3 separate regions of the Zea mays genome follow, and all the other regions are linked to region 1. The links are chromatin contacts, called in public Hi-C maps. All regions are on one chromosome and are shown on one strand. Each heading gives the region's core, a stretch centred on a gene start, on an enhancer-like site or on the middle of the called end of the contact. The rest is flanking DNA. Distances are from core to core; before and after follow the strand shown.

Evidence for each region. Hi-C and Micro-C count contacts between places; a contact is called where the count stands out from the background.
Region 2: a Hi-C map of ear shows a contact between it and region 1, with 3 times the contacts expected there. The contact joins the promoter of LOC100280298 here to the promoter of LOC103647451 in region 1. A contact is called at or near these places in 9 of 25 Hi-C or Micro-C datasets (bundle sheath, ear, endosperm and 3 more).
Region 3: a contact with region 1 is called in a Hi-C map of endosperm, with 2.6 times the contacts expected there. The contact joins the promoter of LOC100282748 here to the promoter of LOC103647451 in region 1. A contact is called at or near these places in 2 of 25 Hi-C or Micro-C datasets (ear and endosperm).

Annotation. Positions count from the first base shown.
Region 1 is chr2:188,438,640-188,442,976 of Zm-B73-REFERENCE-NAM-5.0, reverse strand. It overlaps LOC103647451 (AT-rich interactive domain-containing protein 4), which reads left to right and starts at 1,829. Exons shown (of 16, transcript XM_008671989.2): 1 at 1,829-2,980; 2 at 3,066-3,325; 3 at 3,416-3,607; 4 at 4,124-4,177. The coding sequence starts at 3,161.
Region 2 is chr2:188,970,319-188,974,745 of Zm-B73-REFERENCE-NAM-5.0, reverse strand. It overlaps LOC100280298 (choline/ethanolamine kinase), which reads right to left and starts at 1,708. Exons shown (of 11, transcript NM_001153225.1): 1 at 1,284-1,708; 2 at 942-1,033; 3 at 343-449. The coding sequence starts at 1,465.
Region 3 is chr2:189,200,476-189,204,851 of Zm-B73-REFERENCE-NAM-5.0, reverse strand. It overlaps LOC100282748 (aldehyde dehydrogenase family 7 member A1), which reads left to right and starts at 1,768. Exons shown (of 14, transcript NM_001155654.2): 1 at 1,768-1,992; 2 at 2,115-2,201; 3 at 2,734-2,865; 4 at 3,392-3,464; 5 at 4,146-4,168; 6 at 4,260-4,323. The coding sequence starts at 1,855.

The DNA of each region.
Region 1 (4,337 bases), core at 580-3,079:
TTTGCTGCGCACACTTAAGGAAATTACCAAAATATTTCAAATTCATTGCTAAACATACACAAGCTGTATACCGGATTGTAGATATTTTTTTGCTAGGGTTACACCTCAATTTATGTAGTTGAGGGCTATTCTTATGCACGCTAAAGTCAATGGTGCTCTTGTTAAATTTAATAAAAATAATTTAAAATCTTGGACCAATGAGATGAGAAAAGATTGTAAAGCCTTGACTCAAATCCGACCTCGTCTTCCAAATAATATTTTTGCAAATTGTTTGCAAGATAAAATTGTAGTTGTCTTATGGCTCAAGTTGAAGTATATTTGTATGCCTAAGGATTTGACAAGCAAGATACATATGAAGCTAAAGTTATACATGCATAAGTTGTAAGAGGGTAGTTCTGTACTTGATCATCATTTGATCTTTAATAAGATTGTTTCAGAACTATAGGATATACGGGTACATTATAATCAGAAGCGGGCCCAGACATTTGAGATTGGGTATTCAAAAATTCAAAAGATTAAAGAATTTAGTGTTCTAACGCTATTTTATGTAATACATTATTGACAAATTAGTGTTCTAACACTATAGATCACAAAAACATGGGTATTCAATGAATACCCATGAAACACCCCTGGGGCCGCCCATGATTATAATGATAAGGATTTGTGTCTCTAAAACGGTTTTGGCTCCTTGCCACCTTGGGAGGAGCACTTTTTATCTAGTGCAGGGGCACCAAGATCACCGCCCATCAACTTTGCTGCATTGCTAACTTAAGGTCCCATTGTTAGAGCAACTCCAGTAGTTCTCTAATAGACTTCCTAACTCAACAATTTAAGTAGTTAACACAAAACTCATCTCCAACAGTTCTCTAAACGAACTTTCTAAATTTAACAACTTCTCATCTAACCTTATTTCCTCTCTACATTTGGCAACCATTTAGCAACTCCCTAAACAAAAATGTTTATTGCATTATGTAGATAATGAAGGTAATTGAGCAAATCCTTATATAACCATTTAGCAACTTCACTATCGGAGAACTCACATTTTTTTACTCCCAAAGTTATTTAGCAACTTCTTAAATCTATGATTTATAGAGCTAAAATTATATAACTATTGGAGTTGCTCTTAGCGCTCTTTCTGCTTCGCTCCTCGCAAGAATTAGCTCAAAGCGGTTAAACGGCTCAGCTCCGTGGTGCTTGGGAACCGCACCATAACTCCTCCAAGGGGTGAAAACGGACGGAGTAAAATCCCATTCTAACCCGTACTGTTTTCTATATTTGATCTGACTGTTTTCGTATTTACGGGAAAAACCGGAAACGATACAGAAACGAGAGAGGGTCTATCCTGCCCGTTTTTATTCGGGTTAAACTCGTATTTTGAGAATCCGAGACCATCCCAATATACATTAGTGCATTAGCTGAAGCCTCATATCCTTAGGTGACAAATTATAACATAAGTGGTCATTTTAGCCACCGGCTCTCTTTAACGACATGTGTCCTAAAAGCTCAAAAAACCGATTGTAGCTATACGTACACCACTAGCAAGCAAATATCAATGGAGTGTTGCCCCTCTATATCTATTTATTTTATATTGTTGCCATATCAGTCAGTTACCAGTTAGCTATCAAAATATCATATGTTTGTATTAGAATACAAGTTTTCACTTAAATTTCAGTTTCCATTTAACTCGTTTATCCCTCTTCCGTTTTTGTTCCTAACTAATTTGTACCCGGTAAATGATAAAATGCAGAAACGAAAACGAGGTATGGATTTTTTTCGTCCGTTTTCAACACTATCTCTACATTGACGCCTCTAATTATAATAGCAAAAAGATCGAGTGGCCGAAGCGGAAGTGGGTGATAGCGAGAAGGGAAGAAGCTCTACCGAAGGGCTCCTCATGCTGTGCGGTCGCTCCACCGTTGCTTGCTATTAGGAACACGCATAAACGGATCAAACGGGCCATTTGCTCCCACGATCCCACGAACACAGGCACCCCCACCCAAATGGCCAAAGCCGCCGCGATCGCGAGCTGCAATACACGCGCACACCCACCCTGCATGCTCGACCGCTCGAGCGGCGAGCGCCAAGCAGCCCAAGCTGGATCACAACCCTACGCGGCCACGCCACACCACAGGCCACACCGTATCGATCTGCACAGCAAAAGCAGTAGCAGCATGCCAGCATCCGATATTCCGATCCCAGCAAAAACAATTCTCACAGAAAGAGATTATTTTGCCCCCTCACCAATCCTGCTCCCAAAACTCCTAATCTTTTAATCCGCGTTTGTTTTCCTCCGGCCGTCCCTGGCTTGCAGCAGTAATGAAGCGGAGGAGGAAAAAGGAGAAAACGAAAAGGCGCAGGGAAAACAACGCACCAGCAACAGCAGAGAGCAGGCGCACATCAACTCATCTAATCTCCTCATCAAGCTGGGCGATGCGTGTGAGCAGGCAGGCGGTTAGGGCGAAAATCTGAGAAGTCCGGGAGAATCTCCGGACTGACCTCCCCGTACCCGTCAAAAATCCAATCTTGACGCCTCCCTGGTCGAGCCGAGACTGTTCCAAAGTTTCTGTCTCTGTGATGCGTGATTGTTTGCCGCTGCTAATGAGGCCCGCTCGCCTGATCCCCGTGGTCGTCGTCGCCCGTTAATCCGCTTCAGCTCTGGTTCCGGTTCTTGGACAGATTTTTTCGCCCCTCTTGGTTGTGGATTGCGCTGTTTTTGTTTGTCTGGATCTGCATAAGGGCGTGGGCCGATTCGCCACCACCACAAGCAGAGACGGCTCCTCTTTTTTATTGCCTCCACAGTGGGATTTGCTTTCGCGTTGTTGCAGTATCTATCTATTTCTGCGAATCATCTTCTAGGGCTCCGTTTGTTCTCGCGCACTTTACCCTTCGCTGCCCCCATCTCCCAGCACCGAATCCGCCCCCTTCCCGGCCGTCGATTGAGGGCGTGCCGCTGCCGATTGCGCCGCAAAATCGCGTCTTGGTAAGGCCGCACGCTCAGATTCGTGAGTTTCGCTGCGGATTTGGTTGGGATTTGGGGGATTCCTGATGCGTTTTCTGTGTCCCAGGGTTTGGTCCATGAAGAAGTGGGGTTGATTTCTGATTTCAAGGGGAGGTTTTTCTCCTGCGCGGCCGCCGCCAGGGAGGCTCCGGCCTGCCAGCCATGTCTCAAATCCAAAGCTTCTCGCGGAACAACTGTGTGCTCCTTGTGGTGCTGTGTGGGAAGTATGCTGAGAAGCGAGCACCAGCAGCGAAGTCTGGGCTGGAGGCGAAGCGGCCACGGCCGTCTTACCCATTCCCGGAGCTCAGCTCAGCTGGGCGATTGGAGGTCAACTGTTTGCTCCTTGCTTGAGTGCGCACGCTCGTTGCAGTTTGCCTCCTTTGTTTATCAGCTGAATGAAGGGGCTTCTGAATGCAGGTCCACACACTGTTTAATCCTACACCAGAGCAGTTCCTCGAGGCGCAGCGGGTGGTGCAGCCCAACTTCTTGTACATCCAGGGTCAGCAGCTTGAGGATGAGAAGGAGATTGGCTCACTTGTGTGGGGGGACGCCGATGTCTCTGATCCGCAGGCGTTTAGCACTCTTATCAGCCCACCATTCCCAACGATAGTAAGCTCTACTCTAGTGTGTGTAAATGTTATTACTTGTTAGGCAATATGCTAGCTTGCCAGTGCATTTTAGCTGCCAATTAAACTGCAAATACCAGGATGTGATATCAACAACCTATGAAGTTTTGGTAAATTCTGTTGTATGAACTTGAAGTCACTATGCCATGTGTTTGTTCCATCGTTGCATCATACAACAAAGGATTGTCTCGTCTTATGCTACACATGTTGCAACTACTTGAATAGGTTAAGTACTAGAGCTGAATCCAATACAAAAAGGTAGGTACTCGACTGTCTCGTGTATCATATCCTACACATAAAAAGTTCCGTTTAGATGATGTAAATATATACGGAAAGCAATGTTCCTAAAAAAGGGTTTGTTTCATTTACTTCACAGGAACACATATGGAACATTTATTTTGTGTAACTTCTGTGATATTCCAACATCTTGGTTGTACTGCCACATGGGTCTTACTTTTTAACATTTTTACAGTTGCTGATAACCATACTCTGAATACAGGTATATCTGGAAGTTCCTATTGGTGAAAAACTTGCCCAAGCAGTTCACTCAAAGGTAGATAGTTTCCCTGTACAGTAATTGCATTTCTTCAAACAACCTGAGTATTACTGTTTGTCCACTACTCATAGATCATGTTTTCTTGGAGATGGCCACATGGCAAAGTAGCCATATTTTCTTCGGATTGTTCATTTTAGTATGCTTTTCTTCGTTTGAC
Region 2 (4,427 bases), core at 459-2,958, 530 kb before region 1:
AGGAAATATTTTAGAACCGAGATAAATTATACTATGTGTACAGTCTAGGAACCCTTAAAAACTATCATTCTAGGTTAGCAATTTTCAGAGAATGAAATGAAATCCATTTGTCAGGGAAAAGGTACAGATATGAAACAAAAGGTAATGCACTTGGTAGGACAGATGCTACTACAAGACCATGACTATGCTATGTCTAGAAGAATTGAAAATATGCCACTATAAAAATATGACACCAAATACAAGGGGTCATACTAGACCCAATGTAGAATACTATAGGATGCAGGTTACTAGGTTAGTATAATATGACTATAACACACAATCTCGTACCACTCAGATTCTCACCTGCAATTCCCTTTTCCTATCAATCACCAAGTCCGTATTTGGTCCATACAACCGAACAGTAACAGAAGACTCATTGCCGTTGTCTTCTTTGACAGAAACCTTCAGCACTGTAGGTAATAACAAATAAACATCATGGACTATAAATTGAAAAAAAAAATTGCTGCACACAGGAAACCTTGCTCATGTGAATCATCCCTATGGGTGGCGGATACAGACAGCAGGCTGTTCTTACTTTCTAATGCTGCAAGCATAGTGCGGCAGATCCGCAGATGTGGCAATGACAGCAGAAATGATACAGGCCAAAGGAAATATTATGCAGCACCCCGGAGACTATCTAATCTAATCGCACACAGTTTGCAAAAAGCATTAGGTTCTGCTGCTTTATCAGTAAACGGGAACAATGAGGAGCAGGAAGCCGAAGCGGACAAATGGTCGTTACAGTAGGAGATAAAAAAGTTATGTACTCATGTCAACGATGTGGAACATTTCAATGTAACTATTATGCACTATTCATTTCATTTACTACAATCATCATGCTGCTCAGGCGAAAAAGGCGAGGAATTCTGAATGGCGCTACAAGCCATGCCACAACAACTCACATAGATTCGTGATGCCCCCGGACACGGTCTCGATGGAGAAGAGCGAGCTGTCAATCGACGACCACCCTTCGACCAATTCCTTGCAGAGAGCTCTGAAAAAGCACCAGGAATCCCCAGATCAGAGAGCCTTTCCGTGCATCAGCACACTCCTGTCTCCCACACGCTCGGAGGCATTTTCTCAAACACTACCGGCTCGTTCCCGAGCACGGGTACGACGCCTCGCGATCGCGAGTACCCGAACATGACACGACCTCACAGCGTGACCAGGCCGGGCGCAAGCGCGAGCGCGAGCGCGAGCCGAAGCAAGAGGATCGAAGATAGATGTGGGGACGGGGTACTTGCATGATGCGAGGCGACATCTTCAGGAGCGGCAGCGAGATGTCGACGGAGGCCGCCGACGTGGGAACCTCCGCGGGGGCCGCGGCCGACACAGCCGTGGTGGTCGCTTTCGCCTCTACCCCGCCGCCATAGCCGCTGCCGGCGGCCATGCCCGCGCCGTTCCAGGCCCGTCCCTCCGATCCCATTCCCCTCGCGGTCGAGGACACGCCCTGTCACCCTCCCTCGGCCTCTCCGGGGTCCGCGCGCGCGAGGGATCTCGTTGCGCTATTCCTAGCTGGGAGACAAGACAACAAGACCGGGCCCGAGCCCACCCGACTCGATTCGATTTCGATCGGAGGCGACTAGGCGTCTTGTCTCTTGTCTAGGCGAGGCGACGCAGGCGAGGGGAGCGTGAGCCAGTGACCGTCCGTGAGCGCAGGCAAAGCCGCAGAGGCAACAGGCAAGACAGTGAGCGCGAATCCGAACAGCGCGCGTATATAACGCCCACTCGAGTACTGAGGCCGCATGGCGGGCCCGAGCCACGGTCGGTCGCGTGCTCGCGCCTCGTCCCGACCTAACGCGTGGCGTGCGCGTCTGTCCCACTGCGCGCGGGCGTGCCACCGGAGAGCGATGGGCCACAGGGCCATGGACATGGACGCCGGATATTTTGGCCCGTGGGATCTGAATCGTTGTCGGCTCTCCTCTGGAGAGATGACAATTTGCTATAAATTTTACACTATAAAATTTAAATATCATATTAGAATCTAGAATCGAATTTAGTGCTTTAAGTAGGAATAAAAATGGTAATTTGAACTGTTAGGACAAATTTAATATTTTAAAATAGATATATATATATATATAATTTGATATTGATCTTTTTTATATTATCAAGCACATTAGTACAAATATGAATAAAATATTACATAAATTGTTTTATGTATTATTTGCTCCCTACAACACAAAAAGTTGAAAAAATTACCGAATTTATTTCCGAATCCATACCGAAGTTTATATCTATTATTTAAAAAAATATATGATAAATTTGAGGTTTAACTTTTATGAATCTTTAGAAGCTGAATGTTAAAAACAAGAATACAAATTTGTATTATAGATTCTATATCCTATTTATTCACAATCAAAGAAAAACGACTAAAAAACTGATTACCGAATAAATAATGTTTCCGACCGTTTTCATCCCTAGCTCTAAGTAATTATGAAAAATTATTTGGACCATGATTTATTACCACCCCTACTTCTTGGGTCTCCGTTGTCCTATGTCGTCATGGGTTTGTTTGTCGATCTTTTCGGGTCACGAAGTTGCGATTACGAGACTGGACAAGATATTTTGTCGTGTACTATGCTCTTGTTGTCGTGTACTATGCTCTTGCTGTTGCTGAGGTCATGTTTGGAATCGTTAGACCGTGTCCAATAGATAATAAGGATGCGTCAGGTATGACTTGCACCAAAACAGCTTTAAGCTCTAGCTTTTCCTCTAAAACAGCTTTATAGTAGAACTAAAGGCATTTTATAAATCGTTTGACATAAACAACTTATCATAGAGTCAGAGTCATTTTCTTATATTAAAGTGTCAGCGCCAAAGCCGGTGAAGGTATTGTTTGTGGCTTCTTCTTCGTAGTACAAAAATAACTATGACCTTTAGATGCTTTTAGTAGTAAATTGTTTTTAAAAAAAGAGTGATTGACACTGCTCAGGCTTTTTGCTAGAGAAAAGTTAGAGCTAAAGCCCTGCCAAACGGGCTCTAAGATAGGAGGTGGAATAGAAGAGTCGTTGTACATGTCCTTACATATCTAACAATTGTTAGTTGAGTTGAACATGTTAATAAACTAATTGTTACAAGGTATTAGCTAAAGGTGTCTGACCACTAATTTTAGCTCTAAAGATTTTAACATAGCTTAATGCGAGTGAGTGGCTCAAGCACCGCGTCTCTGTTTTTTTTACTGGTAAGTGTGATCAAATTGAGATTATGATTATTACTCGCAAAACCATAGACGAACAAAAACATGAAACACAGCCTTTAGGTCATCTATTTTGAAACCAAAAAGGATTAGCTATATGTAAGTCGGCTACGCTCCTTATAGCGCAACAGTTTTGTCACTGTATTTTTGAGAGGAAAACTCGTTGATTTTCAAGACCACAAGAGCAATACTACTAGGTAACATTTTCAGGAACCGTCGAATCAAGGGTGATGACAAGACGTCTATATAACGACCTTGTCGATCTTGAGGCTGATTGTGATTGGTTTGTTAGTCTTCTGAAGCTGCTTATAGAGTCGCCGTGTATGTTTACGCGGGTTCATAATAATGAATACACGTGTATAATATGATTTTTTTTTGAAGAAAAAGAGTGAGCGGTTTGCCGTATATTTGGGCTCCGGGATAAGGCTAAGGAAGTATCTTGACATGTTGCGTGGTCAAGTAATCAGGGTAACGGGAACAACAGAAATAAGGTGTTCAGTACTTAATCGTCATTGTTTGTGTCCTACTCGCCGAAGCAATGTTAGCATCATCTTCATGGAAGTTGACCGTACTGCGCATTAATAAGGCACCACAACAGCCCTGTACACCATTTTCGGCGGCCGCTGTTATTTTCGGCGGCCAGGGGTTGGCCGTCGAAAATAAGCAGTTATTTTCGGCGGCTTGACACAGCCGCCGAAAATTACGCTATTTCCGGCGGCTACTGACACAGCCGCCGAAAATAGTGTTATTTCCGGCGGCTTCTGACACAGCCGCCGAAAATAACTGCTTATTTTCGGCGGCTAGCCCTAGCCGCCGAAAACTAAAAGTTTAAAAAGGTCGGGCCCGACCTTCTTCTCTGTTTCTTTCTGTCTGCCTCGCCCGCCCGCGCCGCCTTCCTCCAGCCGCCGTGCCGCCGCTCCTGGCCGTCCCCGCGCTGCCGCTCGCCGGCCACGCGCCGCCGCTCCCCGGCCGGCCCTGCGCCGCCGCTCCCGGGCCACCCCCGCGCCGCGCAGCGCCCCTGCGCGGGACTTCGGCCGAGGCCGCCGTCGCCCGAGCCACCACCGTCGACCGCCGCCGTTCCTACTCCACCGCCGCCGTTCAAAGCCCCGAGCCGCCACCGTCGTGGAACCACTCCGCCGTCGTCGCCAAGCTCTTCCCCGTCGTAAGGTATTTTTTGCGTTTTTTATTCCAT
Region 3 (4,376 bases), core at 519-3,018, 760 kb before region 1:
GGTCGACCCGTTTAGCACGAAAAAAGCGGGCCAAAAGCGGGCTTAACGTGCTTAGAGGTAAACGGGCCGTACCGAGCTAGCCCGCCGTGCCTAGTTTCCTGTCCAAGCCCGGTCCGCTTATTCGTGCCGGGCCAGCCCGGGCCGTGTCGGGCTCAGACCGGGCCCAAACAGCGGGCTTCGTGCCGGGCTCGCGGGCCTCGTGCTTATTGAACATCTATAATCGTAGGGCAACACTATTGTATCCACCAGTGTATACATTACGGATACACTAGGTACGACGTGTGAGTGAGTATACACTAGGTATTATCCACCAAAGGCCCCCTCGTCTAAAATTCTAAATCGGTAAGGTTGGTTTTTTTTTTCCTTTTGGATGAGACTTGCCTTTTGGATGAGAAGACCCTCTTTATTACACAGGGAACTAAACTTATGACAATCTCACGTGAAAAGGAGCAAAGCGACTCGGTTACGATCTCCATGATCTGATCGATTCAGTTTCGAACTTGTCATGCAAGACAAAGTCGGATTATTATTAAAAAAACGATAAAAAAGACATAAACAAAATGGATGCCAATCACAATTCATGAAAAAATATGAAATGTGCTGCATGAGGCTTTAGCTTTCTCCCTCAAGCTATTCAAGTTGACTTTATCTCCTACTTTTTATATAGAGAGAGGGTCTTTAAGATTTATTCTGAATTTTATCGTAAAGTAAATGTGTTAAGCTAAATAAATACTAACTGATCATGGGTAGGTACCTTGGACCGGCAGCACAGTAGGATAGCATGGCGCCACGGTGGTCGTGCAGATGAGAACGAAGAAGGAAGAACGAAAACGGAACACGGACAAAGAGGACGTACGTGTATGTCGTGGCTCTCTTTTATGTAGAGCCCGTGGATACTACATGCTAGTTTATCTTCGATCTTAAATAAAATGTTTGGTTTAAGAAATGAGCTCGTCCATTATCTTCTCACTTTTTTTATAGTCTGTGGAATAGAATTCTTATAGTTATGTAGTTAATATTAATACTAATATAAAGAATGAAATCATACTCAAATTTAAGGAATGAACTGTTTACCATGTTGTCTCCGAGGAAAGAGTGTCGTTGTATACACGCCCGCGGGAGCTATCGTAAAGAAGCTCAGAACAACACAAACGCTGTCCCTTTTGCTTGAGCAAACTGTAGCGCATCCAACTCGGATGGACCTGAAAGCTGAAGCTCCTGCTTTCGTCCTGGCTCGTCGTCATCCATAGATGTTGGACGGAGCCACGGAGGCGAATGCCAAGTTAAGCACGGGTCCGCGAGATTTGTCATAGACGATGATAGCATTGGACGCGCGCGCGGGCTCGCACGCCACGTCCCTGTGACTGTGAGATGTGAATCACAATCCCTACGATCTACGGCTCACTCGTCACACACTCACACTGTCATTATTCACAGCCCAGCGTTCTTGTTACATCTCTCGACTGTCATCTCCATCTTTGGCACCATGTCATGCCAGCGTCGGGTCGGGCCGTCCGTGAATGCCAAAACACAAAACGTGCACCATCAAAGCTGGCGTCCAATGATAATATAACAAAACTATAAAATTATCTTTCACCAAGTAACAAATCCCACGCTTTTTCGTCTCGTCCCAGACTCCCCCCTCTGTCCCGTGAACAAACAAACGCCAAACGGGAAGCCCGTCCAACCGTACCACTCCTCCGCGCCGGGCCCGGGCTCCATCGCCTTCCCGGAGCAGTTCACAGTCCCCACTCCACCTCCTTCTACAAATACACCTCAGTCTCAGTCCCCCACCACATCCGCTCCCCGCCTTCCGCTTCCCTACCCCCCGCATCACCTACCAACGCCGACACCATGGGGGCCTTCGCGAAGGAGGAGCACCAGTTCCTAGCCGAGCTCGGCCTCGCGCAGCGCAACCCAGGCGCGTTCGCATGCGGTGCGTGGGGCGGCTCAGGTCCCACCGTCACCTCCACGAGCCCGACCAACAATCAGGTGCGTCCCTGCACGGCCCGATCTGCTCGGTTTCGCCGCTCCGCCTGTTCCGTGTTTGTTTGTGTGGTGGGTTTTTGATCGAGTGTTTGTTTTTGTTGGGTGCGTGGCTATCTGTGTTCTAGGTCATCGCAGAGGTCGTGGAGGCGTCCGTGCACGACTACGAGGAGGGCATGCGCGCCTGCTTCGATGCCGCCAAGACATGGATGGCGGTGAGTTCCACCGACTTGCAGCGCTCGTAGCCATAGCAGCTCGCGCGGGTGGGTGATGGAATGCTGGCATTTGTGGTTTGGTAGTCGCTACTGCCTGTGGATTTTAACTGCGAGGAAATGTGTTTTGTTTTCACTTTCACTCCCCTTGGGGTTGGAATTTGGAAACGCTACTTTCGCAATTGTCGGTCCTTTATGAGTTTGATGAGTTTCCAGGGAAGTTTGCATTCCAGATTGTGATACGATGATGTGATATGGGTTCTCGATCTGATCCAGTAACGCAGATCTCTGGTGTACGGTCTGTATCTGTGAACTAGAATGTATACTGCAGTCTCAGACTTCATGCATGCTTGGGTTTATCAGATTTTGGACTCTGTTTTTCTTATATATCTACAAGGTACTCTGACACCGCAAGTTCATTGCTGGGACTGGGTAGCATATCCAAAAACTTATTCCGTCCATCAAGTGATTTGATTCTGAATTTTACTCGTAGCAATGTGCTCATAAATCATAACGTCATTGCCAATTTGTGCAGATTCCTGCTCCAAAGCGAGGAGAGATCGTTAGGCAAATCGGTGATGCACTGAGAGCAAAGCTCCATCACCTTGGCAGGCTTGTGTCACTTGAGATGGGGAAAATTCTTCCTGAAGGGATCGGTGAGGTTCAGGTAGGAATGGATCATAGTTGCTTGATTGCTTCTAGTGCATTGTCTACAAACTGCAAGTCATGTATTGTGCTCACCAAAAGTATCATCATTGAGTTCACGCTTCACATCACATCTTTGTGTTTCTGTTTTAGGATGTTTTTTTATATATACTACCTTACCATCTATAAGGTTTCGTTACTGTTTCCTTATCTGTTATAACTGCAACTTTTCCTAAAACATGTCATTCTCATATGTACAGGCAGCACTATTGACTAGGTCAGTTGGTACTGTATCACCAGACCATATGTCTAAGATATTAACCTTTAGTGAAGATAGTTGAATGACAATATTTTAGTTGGATGATTTGATAACCTTGCTGAATCAGCCTGATTAATCATGGCTAAATTGTGACTTAATGTAGTGCATAAGCTCCTAATCGTGTTTAATCGGATGACTTGTTAACCTTGCTGTGATCATATGAGTTCAAGTGAAATCTGGTTTTGATTCCTATGTGCATCATGGATTGGTGTGTCCTCCTTTTTTGTAGGAAATCATCGACATGTGTGATTATGCTGTGGGGCTAAGTCGCCAACTAAATGGATCCATTATACCATCTGAACGTAAGACCTGTCTTCCTTAAGTTATATATATTTTTTCATGCCAGCTGAAAACTACATTATCTGCAGTGAAAGTGCAGATTTTCACTGCAGATTTGAACATTTGATTATTGGTTGCAATTTCCAACCGATTCACATTATCTATGACTGTTTAGGAACCAGAAAGGGCCTTGTAAATACTGAAAAAATTTTTTTGAATAAAATTCTGATGGTCTAGCTTTGTAGGTTTGCGTATTGTATCGCACATGCTGAAATTGAAATCAACCAAGATTCTGCAATTATTTTTGGTATTAGAGCTGCTAATCTACAACACCATCATTCATGTTAAATTGTTTTGTTATCACTACTTTAGTGCTGTAAAATAGCACATCATTCCAGTTTTCTGTTTTGTACGAAGCTCAGTTTTCCCAATACCCTGAAACGTAGTGCTGATATTACTAGCTGAAATTACAACTATCACAGTGAAGGAGCATAATAAGTAACAAATCCCTTAGAAAACAAGGTTTTAGAGTGTTACCTTTCTGATCAGTTGCAGATGGTAGAGTTCCAGTTGTCAGAACCTTTTGCATTAGTCTTGGCTTCATATCTATTCCTCCTAACTCTTGGTCCTGGATATAAAGCATATGTGCTGCTTGCTGATGATATTCAGTGGTCTGAAACAGTGCACTTTGTGTTTTTTTGCAGGACCAAACCATATGATGATGGAGGTATGCTTTTTAACAATTAGTTTCTCATGCCGTATATCATACTTTTGGAAATCAGCATGTAGCATGCTAATGGCTATGCTTATCTGAGTAGGTGTGGAATCCCCTTGGAGTTGTGGGTGTTATAACGGCATTTAATTTCCCTTGTGCTGTGCTTGGTAAGTCTCTGACAGCTCATATGTTTGGTGCATTACATTTCTAGAATTTGTAT